2 separate regions of the Mus musculus genome follow, and region 1 is linked to region 2. A link is a contact called in public promoter capture Hi-C data. All regions are on one chromosome and are shown on one strand. Each heading gives the region's core, a stretch centred on a gene start, on an enhancer-like site or on the middle of the called end of the contact. The rest is flanking DNA. Distances are from core to core; before and after follow the strand shown.

Region 1 (6,320 bases), core at 3,477-5,976, 200 kb after region 2:
ATCTGCATACATGAGAACATGCTACCCCAACACACACACACACACACACACACACACACACACACACACAGAGAGAGAGAGAGAGAGAGAGAGAGAGAGAGAGAGAAGGAATAGAAGAGAGGATTCAGGCATGAGGAAGGGTAGGCTGAGGCTCTGCTGCTGGCTGACTTACATAGGACATCATAGGCTGGCTGCACATCAAATTCCACCTCCTGCTGGAGCTCGGGGGAGCTCAGCTTGAAGCTCAGAGACCTGGAGTTGGGCTCCTCTGAGCTCTGCACCTCAAACTTCACTTTAAATGGTTTCTCTTGCTGCAGCTGACACAGGTGTTTCTGAATTTCCTCAACGAACTCTCCCCGTCGCTTTAACTGCTCCTCAAAGCTGGTGAGATTGTTAAAGAACAACACCATTTTGGCCTCTGACTTGCCCTTGAGTGCAGTGTGTTCATCATAGGAGCCGCCCTAAAAGACAAAGATGAGAATAACAAAGAATAGGAGAGCCATGCTGGGCAGTCCAGATGCTGAATAGAGTAGGAGTCCACCACTGAGAGCTCACCCATGTGTAGTGGAATTCTATTCAGCCCTGAAGAATGAAATTGGCATCTCTGTAGGATAATAGATGGTTCTGGATCTCCTTGTGGTACAGGAGATAAGCCCTGTGCCATAGCTGGGATGCACATGAGGACACTGGGCACAGAGCAGGTAGGTAACTCACACCCCACTAAGGACTGCAGTCTGGCTTCTGAGAGTCCTCTCCCACCCCATCCCAATGAGCTCAGGCTAATGGGACTCACCATCACAACCCTGGAGACCCTCACAGGATGGGCGGCACCTTGGAAGCATCTCTCCTTCAGGAAAGCACTTATGGAGTCGATGTCTGCTCTGAGCTCAGTAAGGAAGGTGGTGTCAGGAAAGAGGTAATCACATATGAACTCGTCCAGCTCCCTGGCTTGGATGCTGCAGAGACCATTCTCCATCCTGAGGCCAGGAGTGTTTGCTGACTGCAGCCTTGCCTCATGAGTCAGCTGCCCCTTATATCCATAGCTGCTTTCTCTTCCCAGGAAGGGCGGGGCTATGCAAATCAGACCTCTGCACAGGCCACCTCTGGCTCCTGGGCTCCCTGACCCTCTGGGGTCTGTTTACCTGCTGGCATTTCTTTGGATTGTCAAACCCTCATCACAGCAGGCTGTGAACCAGGAGGCATGAAGCATCCTAAACATAGTTTCTGTTGTTCCTCCTTCTTGATCTTGAATTGTTACTAAAGAAAAATCATTTGATTGCCTTCTAGATTTTTAACAACAGAACACACACAGATAAACACACACACACTCACACTCACACACACGTCAGTAAAACATGAAGATCAAGTTAGATAAATCCAGAAAATGGTAGGCACCCATTTCAGCACAGCTGTGGTGGATTTGTCACAGGTCCTTGCTGGATATTGTAATCTGCAAGGTCCTGGCTAGCTTCTAGTTCAGACTTAGTGCCTCACAGTTCTTTGGGTTCTCAGATGCACACCCATGATGTGGCTATCGTCCAAGGCCTAATCCAAACCAATCTTTCTGCCCTTTACTCCCACCTCTGTCTGTCCGTCCATAAAGGACAAAGGCCACTGCCAAAGGCTTCAGAACCCTTCTGTGCACAGTGCTCCATGCAGCCATTGCCAAACAGCCAAGAGGGGAGGCAGACCCCTTATCCTGGCATGAGACACGCCTACCAGGCCAGCATAGGACACGCCTACCAGCATAGGACACGCCTACCAGGCCGAGAATTTTCATTAACACTGGGACTCCTGAGCAGGCTAATTGTTCTTTTCTCTCAGTTACTACGCAGACTGCAAAGGGTGACATGGCAGGAAACGCTGTTCCCACAGACATCATTCCCTCACGTTGGCCAGGTCCTTATTCTGTCTCTGACATTAAGATTTTGGGACATCCCCAAGGCCTTGCAGTTGCATTATCCATGAAGAACCCTGACCTGTGGCACAGGCTTCAGCAACATCATCCCACATGCCTGCCCTATACTTGGGCTCTGGTGTACAACACCCATCCAAGACGATGCTCCTGAGCTGGGGAGGGTACACCCCCACCCCCACCCCCACCCCCAACCCCACCCCACGAGGAGGCTGGGAAAAAGCAGGAGAGGCAGGCTCAAGCCAGGAGGAAGTGTTGAATGTGTCTAGTCCATAGAACTCTCAATCTCCAGCAAGCCATGGGTTTTTTGTTTGTTTGTTTGTTTGTTTTTGTTTTTGTTTTTTTAAATCCTGAGTGGGAGCTGGAGGTGAGCTGAGTCTGGGCCCAATCAGGCCAGATAGAGCTGACACAGTGTGGGCGGGGTCATGGGGCTCATGAAGAAAGCAGTGTGTCCCAGCAGAAGCTGGCTATGTGGCCAAGAGGGTGGTTCAGGGTCTTAAACCTTGTCATCTGGGCACTCCCAGACTCAGTCAGGCTTTCAGGGGCATTGATCTCACTGGGCTTAATGATACTCGCTAGGATACGGGGGGAAGGAGGGCGGCGGAGTAGAGATGAGCTGGACACACTATAATCCCAGCACGGAGGCAGGGAGATTGCTGCAAGTTGAAGGCTAGCCTAGCCTATGAGACTGTCTCCCAAACCAAGAACAAAAAGGGTCACTGAGTCACTGAGATAGCTCAGAGGGCACAGGTGTTTGTCACCAAGGCTGGTGGCCTGAGTTTGGTCCCCAGGACCTACGTGGTGGAAGGAGAGAGAGCCGACTTCTACATGCTGTCCTCTGACCTCACATACTCACACACAGGAAATAAATGTATAGACTATCTAAAGCACGATTAGCTTGGTGCTCCCCCAGATCTGCTCAGGACTCTCAGCTGGCCTCCCGTCCTCCCATCCTGGCACTTGTGGGAGGGGCCTTCAGCATCCCAGTTCCCTCAGAATCCACCATGCCTCCCAATGAGGCCAAGAAGATTGTACCTGGGGTCTGGGGAGATGGCTCAGAGGAGGGCCAGGCACTGGATGCTCTTGCAGAGGACCTGGGCTCACTTCCCAGATTTATTTGGTGGCTCACAAAAACCAACAACAATTTGTTGTTGTTTATTTTTCAAGACGGGATCTCACCACTGAGCTCTGACTATCATGGAACTCACTCTGTAGACCAGGCTAGCCAAAAAAAAAAAAAAAAAAAAAAAAAAAAAAAAAAACACAGAGGTCCAACTTCCTCTGACCCCAGAGTGCTGGGATCAAAGGCCTGTGACACTACACCTGGCTGACCAAAAGGAATTTAAAGCAGCTGACACTTTGTGCTGAGGGCTCACCTCTGACCTGGAATGACACAACTTTGGTCAGTGGAACTTCCCGCTCCTGTTTCTTTAAGGAAAGAACTGTGTTACTGCCCAGAGTGTGCTCTCAGCCACAGCATTGGGCAGGATCCTTTTTTTTTTTTTCCATTCATTTCTTCATCTGTTTTAGGGTTTTTTCCCCCTCACACTCTGGAGTGAATCCAGCTGTAGTGTAGCCCAGGATGGACCAGCCTCCACTATCCATCCTCCTGCATCAGCCTCTGCCTGCTGAACTGCTAGGGCCACCCACAATGCTGTTTTTCTTCCCTGTTTTCCTGCATGTGAAGGGCTAATGACCTAGAAGCCCCAGGCAGTCTGAGTGACTCCCTGCAGGAGGAGATATGGTGCTGATGTCAGTGTGCAGTGAGGATCAGGGAGGCCAACGGGGTAAGCACCCCACCAAAATCCACCAGCTTGGGGAAGCAGGACTAGGTCTGCAGACCCCCAAAGGTCCCATTTCCACCCTAATCCCCTGGAGCTCCCTGTGCCCGGTGAGCAGTCTCCACTAGCAATGGCTTCCTTCCTGGAGATGCATAAAGGCCAATCCTGCTCTTGCAGAAGGCCAGACTCTTTATTTCCTCATCGAAGTACATCCTGGTTAATGCTCGGGTGTGCACATGTGAGTATACACTTGTTTGTGTATTTGTGTGCATATGTGCACAGGCAAGCTCAGGAGTGTATTTAGTGTGTGCATGCCCTGTGCGTGTGCATGTGAATGTGTGTGTGTGTGTGTGTGTGTGTGTGTGTTTGGGACCTGCCATGTCAGTTCTCAGAATTGGAACTGGAAGCACAGCCCGAGCTCTTAAACTCTGAGCCCTCTCTCTGCCCTCTAAACAAGAGATGAGAAGATGGAGGCAGGGGTTGGAGGGCATCAAACTGTTTTGATGAGGCCTTGGGTATGTCACCCAAAGGTGATTTTCAACCTTGCCAGGGCCCTGAAAGACAGCTCATTTTAATAGTCACTGCTGACCTGTACTGTCCCCAGCTTGGTGGTACGGCCTGTACTTCACCCTTGGGGATGCCCAGACCCCACCCTCACCCAGACCCCCTGCACCACAGGGGAAAATGTAGGGTGTGAGTAGGAGAGGGGGCTTCTGGGAAGTCTGAGCTTTCTGTTAGAATTGTCTGTAATCCTAGACCTGCAAGTCCAGAGGTAAAGGAAAAACAAAACCTGGGGAGGTGCTGTTCTTAAAAAGAAAAAAAAAAAAAGCAGTTCCGCCTAAAACGTTTGCAGGAGATGGAAGCCGAGCTCAGGAGCCACCAGCCACCTTCTGTGGTTTCCTGATTCCGTTTCCCTTCTTCTACGTGCACAGATTGTTCCTAAAACGTACCGTGTAACAGCCTTTTTTCCAGAAGAAATCCCGAGAAAGCCAGGTCAGTTTCCTTACACATTCTTCCCTGGGCCGGATCTTAAGAAAGCTCAGGCTTGGATGGGGAGGTACCTGTTCAGAAGCCCTAACGCCATTGGCTGCTCGGGCCTGGATGATTTGCATATCCGCGCCCTTCCCGGGAAATGGAAACTGAAAGTCCCATTTCTGCTTCAGCCAGCCTAGGAGACACAGGACCTGCTGGCTGCAGAGGTAAAAGCTGGACCTAGGATGGAGCAGGATCTGAGGAGCATCCCGGCCTCGAAGCTTGATAAGTTCATAGAGAACCATCTCCCGGACACCAGCTTCTGTGCTGACCTCAGAGAAGTCATAGATGCCCTGTGTGCTCTCCTGAAGGACAGATCCTTCCGGGGCCCCGTCCGCCGAATGAGGGCCTCTAAAGGGGTCAAGGTGAGCCTTCCTCAGCCTGAGCTGGCCGAGATGAGGTGGGACAGGACTTTCAGAAGCCAGGCTGCAACCCTGATCCCTCCTCTTAATTCTGATCACAGCTGGCGATGGGTTCTTCCCCCCAAGTCCCACATCTGTATTGGAGAAGGAGCCTCAGCTACAGTTTATGTTCCCCACTCCCAGGCCATGTCCATTTCAGAGTCGGGGAAACTGAGGCCCAGAATGGCAAAGCAGTTTTCTGGAAAGTGGAGGGGCAGGTGGTGGGGCAGTGGTAATACAACCTTTGCACTGCTGTGTGACTTAGGGTAACTTAACTACCTTCTCCATGTCCAGTGTTCCACGCCCCAGGAATGATAAGGTCACATAGACTAAGTCAAATGTGACACGGAGGACAGACCAGGACTCGCCTGCTATGTGACTGGATTGATGGACCCTCTCTGGACTCGGTTCCCGGGCTGTCTGTCAAATCACATTTCATGACACTGGTACTTAACTCTCAGACTCTGTGAAGGGTGCAGAAATGAAGTTGTTTTCTTGTTTTCAGTTGACTGTATTTCTACATTTTTAGTTGTGAGTGGGGCTCTGTATGTGTTAGTGCAGGTTTGGTCAGAATTGAAAAGGGGGTGTCAGATCCCTTAGAGCTGCAGTTACATAGGTGGCTCTGAGCTGGCCTGCTTGGGTGCTGGGAACTAAACTGAGGTCATCAGCAGGAACAGCAGGCAGTTTTAGCTACTGACCCACCTCTCCATCCGGAGATGTGACAATTTGTAATGCCCTCTCTCAACAGTAGCTGATGCTCATGTGTGTTAGTGATGATTCTAAGCATTTTATTTAGGGAGGCTTTGTTCAGCATGAATTCTTCTTTTTATGATATTTGTTTTACAGACTTGGATCACCTTTATTGTTTTTTTCAGTTTCTCTATGATGTTATATGTTATTCTATATCACACAAGGCCATCTTCTCTTTAATGATGTCACTTGCGCATATTTCCTCCCAGCTAACAATGCCAACCATGGGACTATGGCTACATTCTCATATATCTGTATTAATTTAGTCATAGTCTCCTTCCAATCTCTACTATCCTTTACCTCCCACCAGACCCTCCCCAGAGATTCACTCTCTGATGGTATGTCACATGTGTGCAGCTAATGTGGGCACTGCATGAGTGCTACTGTACCCTTCCCAAACTCTTCTGTGCTTGTTTCATTTAGACCTCTCCCCCACTCCCA
Region 2 (5,951 bases), core at 2,643-5,142:
AAGGCGGCTGAGACACCGCTAGAGAGACAACATCTCAAGGACCCCAAACACCCTTCAGAGAAGGCTGGGGACATCCTGAGCTTGTGGGGACTAGGACAATATGGCCCATCCTCACCGTGGCACCCCGTGGAGGCGTTTCCAGCATCTGGAGGCCCTGGGGACCGTTGTCTCTATAGGACCCCACCCGAGCTTGAGTCCTGGCTTTGGGCCAAAAGCATCCCTGACGAGAATCTCACTTCCAAGGAGGCTTCGGCTTGGGAGGACAGGCCCCTCGCCGAGGGGGAGCTGGCCCCGAAACACGACCTGAGCATGCCTTGGAAGTGACCAGGGGACTCTGGACAGTCGCCCCTGATGTGTTAGGCCGGGGACTCCAAGGCCCATTGGTCTGGGGAGCACTGGAAGCTGGATGACCCGTGCTGGGGACAGTTAGGTGGGTGAGTGAATGGGACCGCCTCTGTCCCAGAGAGCAGGGAACACACAACCCATCCTGGGATGACATCTGGGAGCCTGCAGTCACTCTGGGCTCTGTCCTGGAGGGTCCAGCTGGGTGAATGGCTCGCAGAGGGGTCTCCCTGGGGCAAGGTGTGTGGCTGCCCCTAGGGGTGGCTGGTGGGGTCCAGAAAAGGGTCCGGAGCTTTGCAGCATCCCCCACGGCCATCCGAGACCCCTCCTTGCTAGTGCCAAACAGTGACTCATCGCAGTAGGATGGGGCATGGCCAATCAGCCTGAAAAAGGGAAGGGCACTGTGACCGGTGGTGGCGATGATCCTAAAGCCCTCTGCAACCTCACTTCCCACGATAAAGTAAGGCAGCAGAGCCTGCCTGGTACCCACAAATAAGCCTGACATTCTTTAATACAATGACAGGTATAGGTCCAAAGCAGCTCAGGGCTTCCCGCTCTCTTCTCCTGGAGACAAAAGGACAGATGACAGACCCCTTCCTGAATCTGCTCAGCTCCAGATTAATGGGAGTGATTAGGCCCATTAAGTGCCACATAAACAGAAGTAGCAGACACTGTCGCTTAGGGACAGCAAAAAGGCTCAGTGGGTAAGGGTGCTTGTGGCCAAGACTGGCGGCCTGCAGCCTGAGTTTGATCCTCCGCATGCACGTAGTAGAAGGAAAGAACTGACTCCAACAAGTTGTCCTTTGGCCTTTACCAGTGCACATCCCTCCCATCCCAAAACAACCAAATATAAATGTACTTTTCCAAAAAAGTCTATGTGAGCTCAGCAGAAATACATTATTTTTGCTTGAATAGTTCCCCTCCTCCCCAGAATCTCCTTTAATAAATTTTTATGGGGCTGGCGAGATGGCTCAGTGGGTAAGAGCACCAACTGCTCTTCCACAGGTCCTGAGTTCAAATCCCAGCAACCACATGGTGGCTCACAACCACCCGTAATGAGATCTGACACCCTCTTCTGGTGCTGTCTGAAGACAGTTACAGTGTACTTATGTACAATAATAAATAAATCTTTGGGCCGGAGCAACCAGGGCTGAGAGAGTGGGACGGACCAGAGAAAACAGGGTTGGTCCAAGTGAGCGGGGAAGACTGGAGCAAGCAGAGGTCCAGGTCCTAAATTCAATTCCCAACAACCACATGAAGGCTCACAACCATCTGTACAGCTACAGTGTACTCATATACATAAAATAAATCTAAAAAAAAAAAAAAAAAAAAAAAGAACCAAGGCGCTTGGCCATGGCCACACAACAGGTCCCTAACAAGCTGTTCCAGGAGACCTGACGGCTACTCTGGTGGTCAGTTTCAATTGCCAACTTGGCAAGATCTGGGATCATCAGGAAGGAGAGTGGCAGAGAGCAATCAGCTATGTCAGGCTGGCCCGCTGCCATACCTACGATAGACCTTCCCCTTAGTACTAGTGTTTTACCTGCACATGCCTGGGGTGTCAGAAGCGGGGGATGGGGGTCAGATACCCTGGGACTGAATAAAAGCAAGAGAGTGTGCTGAGCATGCAATGTGACCAACCATCTCCACCCCACACTGCTGTGACTTCTTATAACCAAGGAGAGCAACTCAAACCCTTTCTTGCCCAAGTTCCTTCTGCCAAGAGTATTTTATCACGGCAACCAGGAAAGGGACCAAGACAGCCACCCTTAAAACAGGAGTGCACCCCCCACCTTACCTGTATTTGTTTTTCTTCCTTGGTGTGAGGTTTGGGGTGCTGCCCCTGGAAGAGGGGGACTCACAGTCTCTCTTGGCCAGAGAGCCCTTCGGTGGTCCTGGGCCCACTCCTCTGGATCGGTTACAATTCTGCACCCAGGGTGGGTCAAAGTCTGGTTGGGCAGGTCTGGTTCTTGCTGGGCTGCCAAACAGGGTCTCATCCACATAGGATGCCCTGGCCTTGACCCTGTAGCTGGTGGGACTGCGGTGCTGAAGGTGGAGGGCTTTCATTCCGCTGCTGGGCCGGTGCCACCGGGGTCTTCACGTTGCCCAGTGGGTGTGGTGTGCCTGACAGACTCAGCCTCCAGGGCTCCCTGTAATAGGGGTCGGAATGAGCAATCAGCTTTTCCAAGTAAGAGCAGCAGCTTGGAATAACAAGCCCAAGGGCAAAAAGGGCTTTTTCTTGCTGAGGGAAAGCGACTGGTTTTTCTCAAAGGACTACTGTTGTTCAGTGGACACCTTGGAAGTGCTTCACTTTCTTGCCCGTCCCCGACACCCAATTTCAGTAGTCCAAGGTGGCCTGAAACTCACTATATTAAACTTTATTATATAGCCAAGAATGACCTTTAACTCCGGATCCTCCCGCTTCTACTTCCCACGGAGAACTGCACGATCGCCTGGCGTCTGAGGTGCATGGGTCAGGCTAAAGCAGGCACTGTCTTTTTAGTTGTGAAGACGGGAGAAAATGCCGTCAGCAAATATTTAATGAATAAGTAAATACACAATTACACCCTACAGTGTATGCTCAACAAATATAGTACGACTGCGGGCGTGCAGGGGAATGGCACCAACCAGACAAACTAATTAGGGTGGAAGAGGGAAAGGGGCTCCCAAGCTACTGTCGCCCCCCATTCCTACCTTGTGCAAAGCGCTTTGCAAACGTGGTGCGTTCCAGTCCTCGCCAACCAGTCTCATACGAAATGCATTTTCCCCGAGTCCAGCTCAGGCTCCCAACAGCAGAGTAGCAACGCACCGGCCAGCTTACAGAGCTGAAAGCGCAGGCGTCACGGGATCTCCATGCCTGGTGCTTTTTCTCCTGGAGCCTCCGGCCAGAAAGCTCTGTCTCCGCCACATTTAAAGCCTCATAGCACAGAATCAGCAAGGGCGCCACAGCGACACGCGCCCACCCGCATCCCTTGCTGGGCAACCGGTGCGACGCCCCACCCCTGCGCACTGGTACGTCCCTATACCCCGCCCTCGCGCTGATGGTACGTTCCACAGGCCACACCCCCAGCCTCATCTGTACATCCATTAGGCCCCGCCCCTTGGTAGGGTCAACCTTGCGTGGTTGGTACATTCCTCGAGTTTGTCCACACGTTCAGTTGTTATGTCCCTCAGGTCCTGCTCTCTTTACAGTTACCACATCTCTCACAGCTTGGCATTCGCGCAGTTAGTAGGTCCCTTAAGCATCTATCACGGTTCAGTTGACACATTCCGCCCCCACCAGTTGGTATGTCCCTCAGGCCTCGCCTCTGCCCGGCTGGTACACCACTTAGGCCCCGCCCCCGTTCTGTTGGTTCCTCCTTCTGGCTTCGCCCATTGATAAAGCCATGTTGACGCTCCGCCCCTGCGAAGTTGGTTGGTTTCCTCAGGCCCGGCCCCGCCCTACGGGTGAAACCTGGATTCTCGACGCCGCTCTTGCGTCTCACAGGCTCCGCCCCCGCGCAGTCGACGCGTCCCTTAGGCCCCGCCCTCTTCCGGGTCTAAGAGCCCGGCCCGCATGGCTGCTGGCAGACGTGTGGGACCTGGCCCGCCGTCGCGTCCCACCATGGCGCCGTGGAAGAAGAAGAGGCTGCGGAAACGCCGAACTGGGGCTTCCCAAGGCCGCGACAGCGACTCGGATGACGGCGAGTTCGAGATCCAGGCGGAGGATGACGCCCGGGCGAGGAAGGTAAGAGCGCGAGGGGGCTCCCTGTTCGGGCTCTCGGCCTGCGCCCTTCCGCTTGTCCGTCTCACTAATCGCGGTCCCTCATTGGGTCCCTTCGCGTGGGGGACGGGCTCGAGTTTACGCAGCCAATAGAAAGTGCAAGTGCGGAAGGTCCGCCTGAGTTTGGGGCGGTCTTAGATGAGAAAATTAAAGGGAAGGCCGGACCACTCTTCTGAGAAGCCGGTTTTAAACTAAACTAGTATTTACGGACTTATGTCGTGCTCTAGCTATGCCAGGCTCACCAGCAATGTCAGGGAGGACAGCAGGATTGGAACTGGGGATGGTCCGGTTCCAGTTGTATTCATCTTGGGGGATAGGTGTGATCACCAAGTGGGGCACAAAAGCCTATCGTTCATGACGCCCATCGTCTTGTGCATAGCGGGTATATCTGGTTCTCCATTTCTCCTTCCCAGCTCAGTCAATGAGCTGCACTCGTTAAGTGGTCAGTAAATGTGCAGAGACAGCTAGAGGCAATGAGAACGCTGGTGTTCATTGGCAAATACAAGAAGGCTGCTCCCGTGGTTCAGACCAAGGGTTTTGCTGAGGCCCAGTCCGGCACAGGCTGGCTGTAGTAAGACGTAATAAACTTTACAAGTCAAAACCCAGCCTGTGGGCTCTGAATGTAGCTTTGTTGATAGAGCGCTTGCCTGGCGTGTGCAGAGCCCTGGGTTTGAAGGCCATCACCAGGTAAAAGCAGGTATTGTGGCACACACCTGTAATCTTAGCTCCCAGGGTAGGAGTGGTGGCGGCAGGAGGATCAGGAGTCCAAGGCCACCCTGAGCTGGTAAGAGCGCCACCACCAATTCTTAATATTTTGCTGTACAAAAAAACCCAAAGGCTCCTCCAACCCGGGAAACACATGCTTATTAAAGGGCTTGTCGCACACCTGATGTAAATATGAACGGGAGAGCAGCCAAGTTCACACTGTACCATTACCCTCCACCAAAAATAAATAAATAAAGATGAAAAAAAGCAAGCCGGGCAGTGGTGGCACACGCTTTTAATCCCAGCACTCGGGAGGCAGAGGCAGGTGGATTTCTGAGTTCGAGGCCAGCCTGGTCTACAGAGTGAGTTCCAGGATAGCCAGGGCTATACAGAGAAACCCTGTCTCGAAAAACAAACAAACAAATAAACAAACAAAAAACAAAAACTAAAAAAACAAAAAGAAAAAACCCAACATCTTTGTGCGGTGCAATGAAACCAGAATATTACATTGGGTGCAGAGTCTGTTGACTTAGGATCAGTGGGGAAAGCCTTTTTCTTTCTTTTCTTTTCTTTTCTTTCTTTTTTTTTTTTTTTGTTTTTTGTTTTTTGTTTTTTGTTTTTTCGAGACAGAGTTTCTCTGTATAGTTCTAGCTGTCCTGGAACTCACTTTGTAGACCAGGCTGGCTTCGAACTCAGAAATCCGCCTGCCTCTGCCTTCCAAGTGCTGGGATTAAAGGCGTGCACCACCATGCCCAGCTGGGACAGCCTTTTTCATTCCCCACCCCCAACACACACACCTTTAGTTTGGGCAGGGTTAGAGACCAAACCTAGGGCCCTGTCTGTGCTAGGCATGTCTGTGTCTTTCAAGTAATCTTGGCCTAATTTATCTTCAAACAAAAATTCACCTGCCTTTACCTCCCAAGTGCTGGGATTAAAGGCGTGCGCCACCACACTGCCCTGCTTTTTTTGTATATCTTTATTTAGTCATTGTGTTTTGATGTGAGACAGGGTCTTGCTGTGTAGCCCTGGCAGGTCTGGAACTCACAGAGATCCTCCTGCCTTTGCCTCCGGAGTGCTGGTTACTGTCATATTGAGGTGACTGTCATAGCCCATCATGTTAAAGCACCAGGTAGGGTCTTGT

What was found. Capture Hi-C pulls out chosen DNA fragments and counts their contacts.
Region 1: a promoter capture Hi-C map of liver shows a contact between it and region 2. The contact joins the promoter of Oas1c here to the promoter of Ddx54 in region 2. A contact is called at or near these places in 4 of 39 promoter capture datasets (the C10 cell line, liver and pre-B cells), 1 of 15 datasets of contacts at CTCF or cohesin (the NIH/3T3 cell line), 8 of 484 Hi-C or Micro-C datasets (CD4 T cells, CD8 T cells, the STO cell line and 4 more), 4 of 115 datasets of contacts at active chromatin or transcription factors (effector CD8 T cells, embryonic stem cells and thymic regulatory T cells) and 3 of 9 other capture datasets (adipose tissue, liver and pancreatic islet).

The regions. Positions count from the first base shown.
Region 1 is chr5:120,807,788-120,814,107 of GRCm38.p6, forward strand. It overlaps Oas1c (2'-5' oligoadenylate synthetase 1C), which reads right to left and starts at 4,727. Exons shown (of 7, transcript NM_033541.4): 1 at 4,647-4,727; 2 at 794-1,257; 3 at 173-461. The coding sequence starts at 976. It also overlaps the pseudogene Oas1b.
Region 2 is chr5:120,609,238-120,615,188 of GRCm38.p6, forward strand. Ddx54 (DEAD box helicase 54) reads left to right here and starts at 3,893. Exons shown (of 20, transcript NM_028041.2): 1 at 3,893-4,069. The coding sequence starts at 3,899. It overlaps Rita1 (RBPJ interacting and tubulin associated 1), which reads right to left and starts at 3,352. Exons shown (of 3, transcript NM_029096.3): 1 at 3,037-3,352; 2 at 2,141-2,492; 3 at 1-725. The coding sequence starts at 2,409. The coding sequence ends at 233.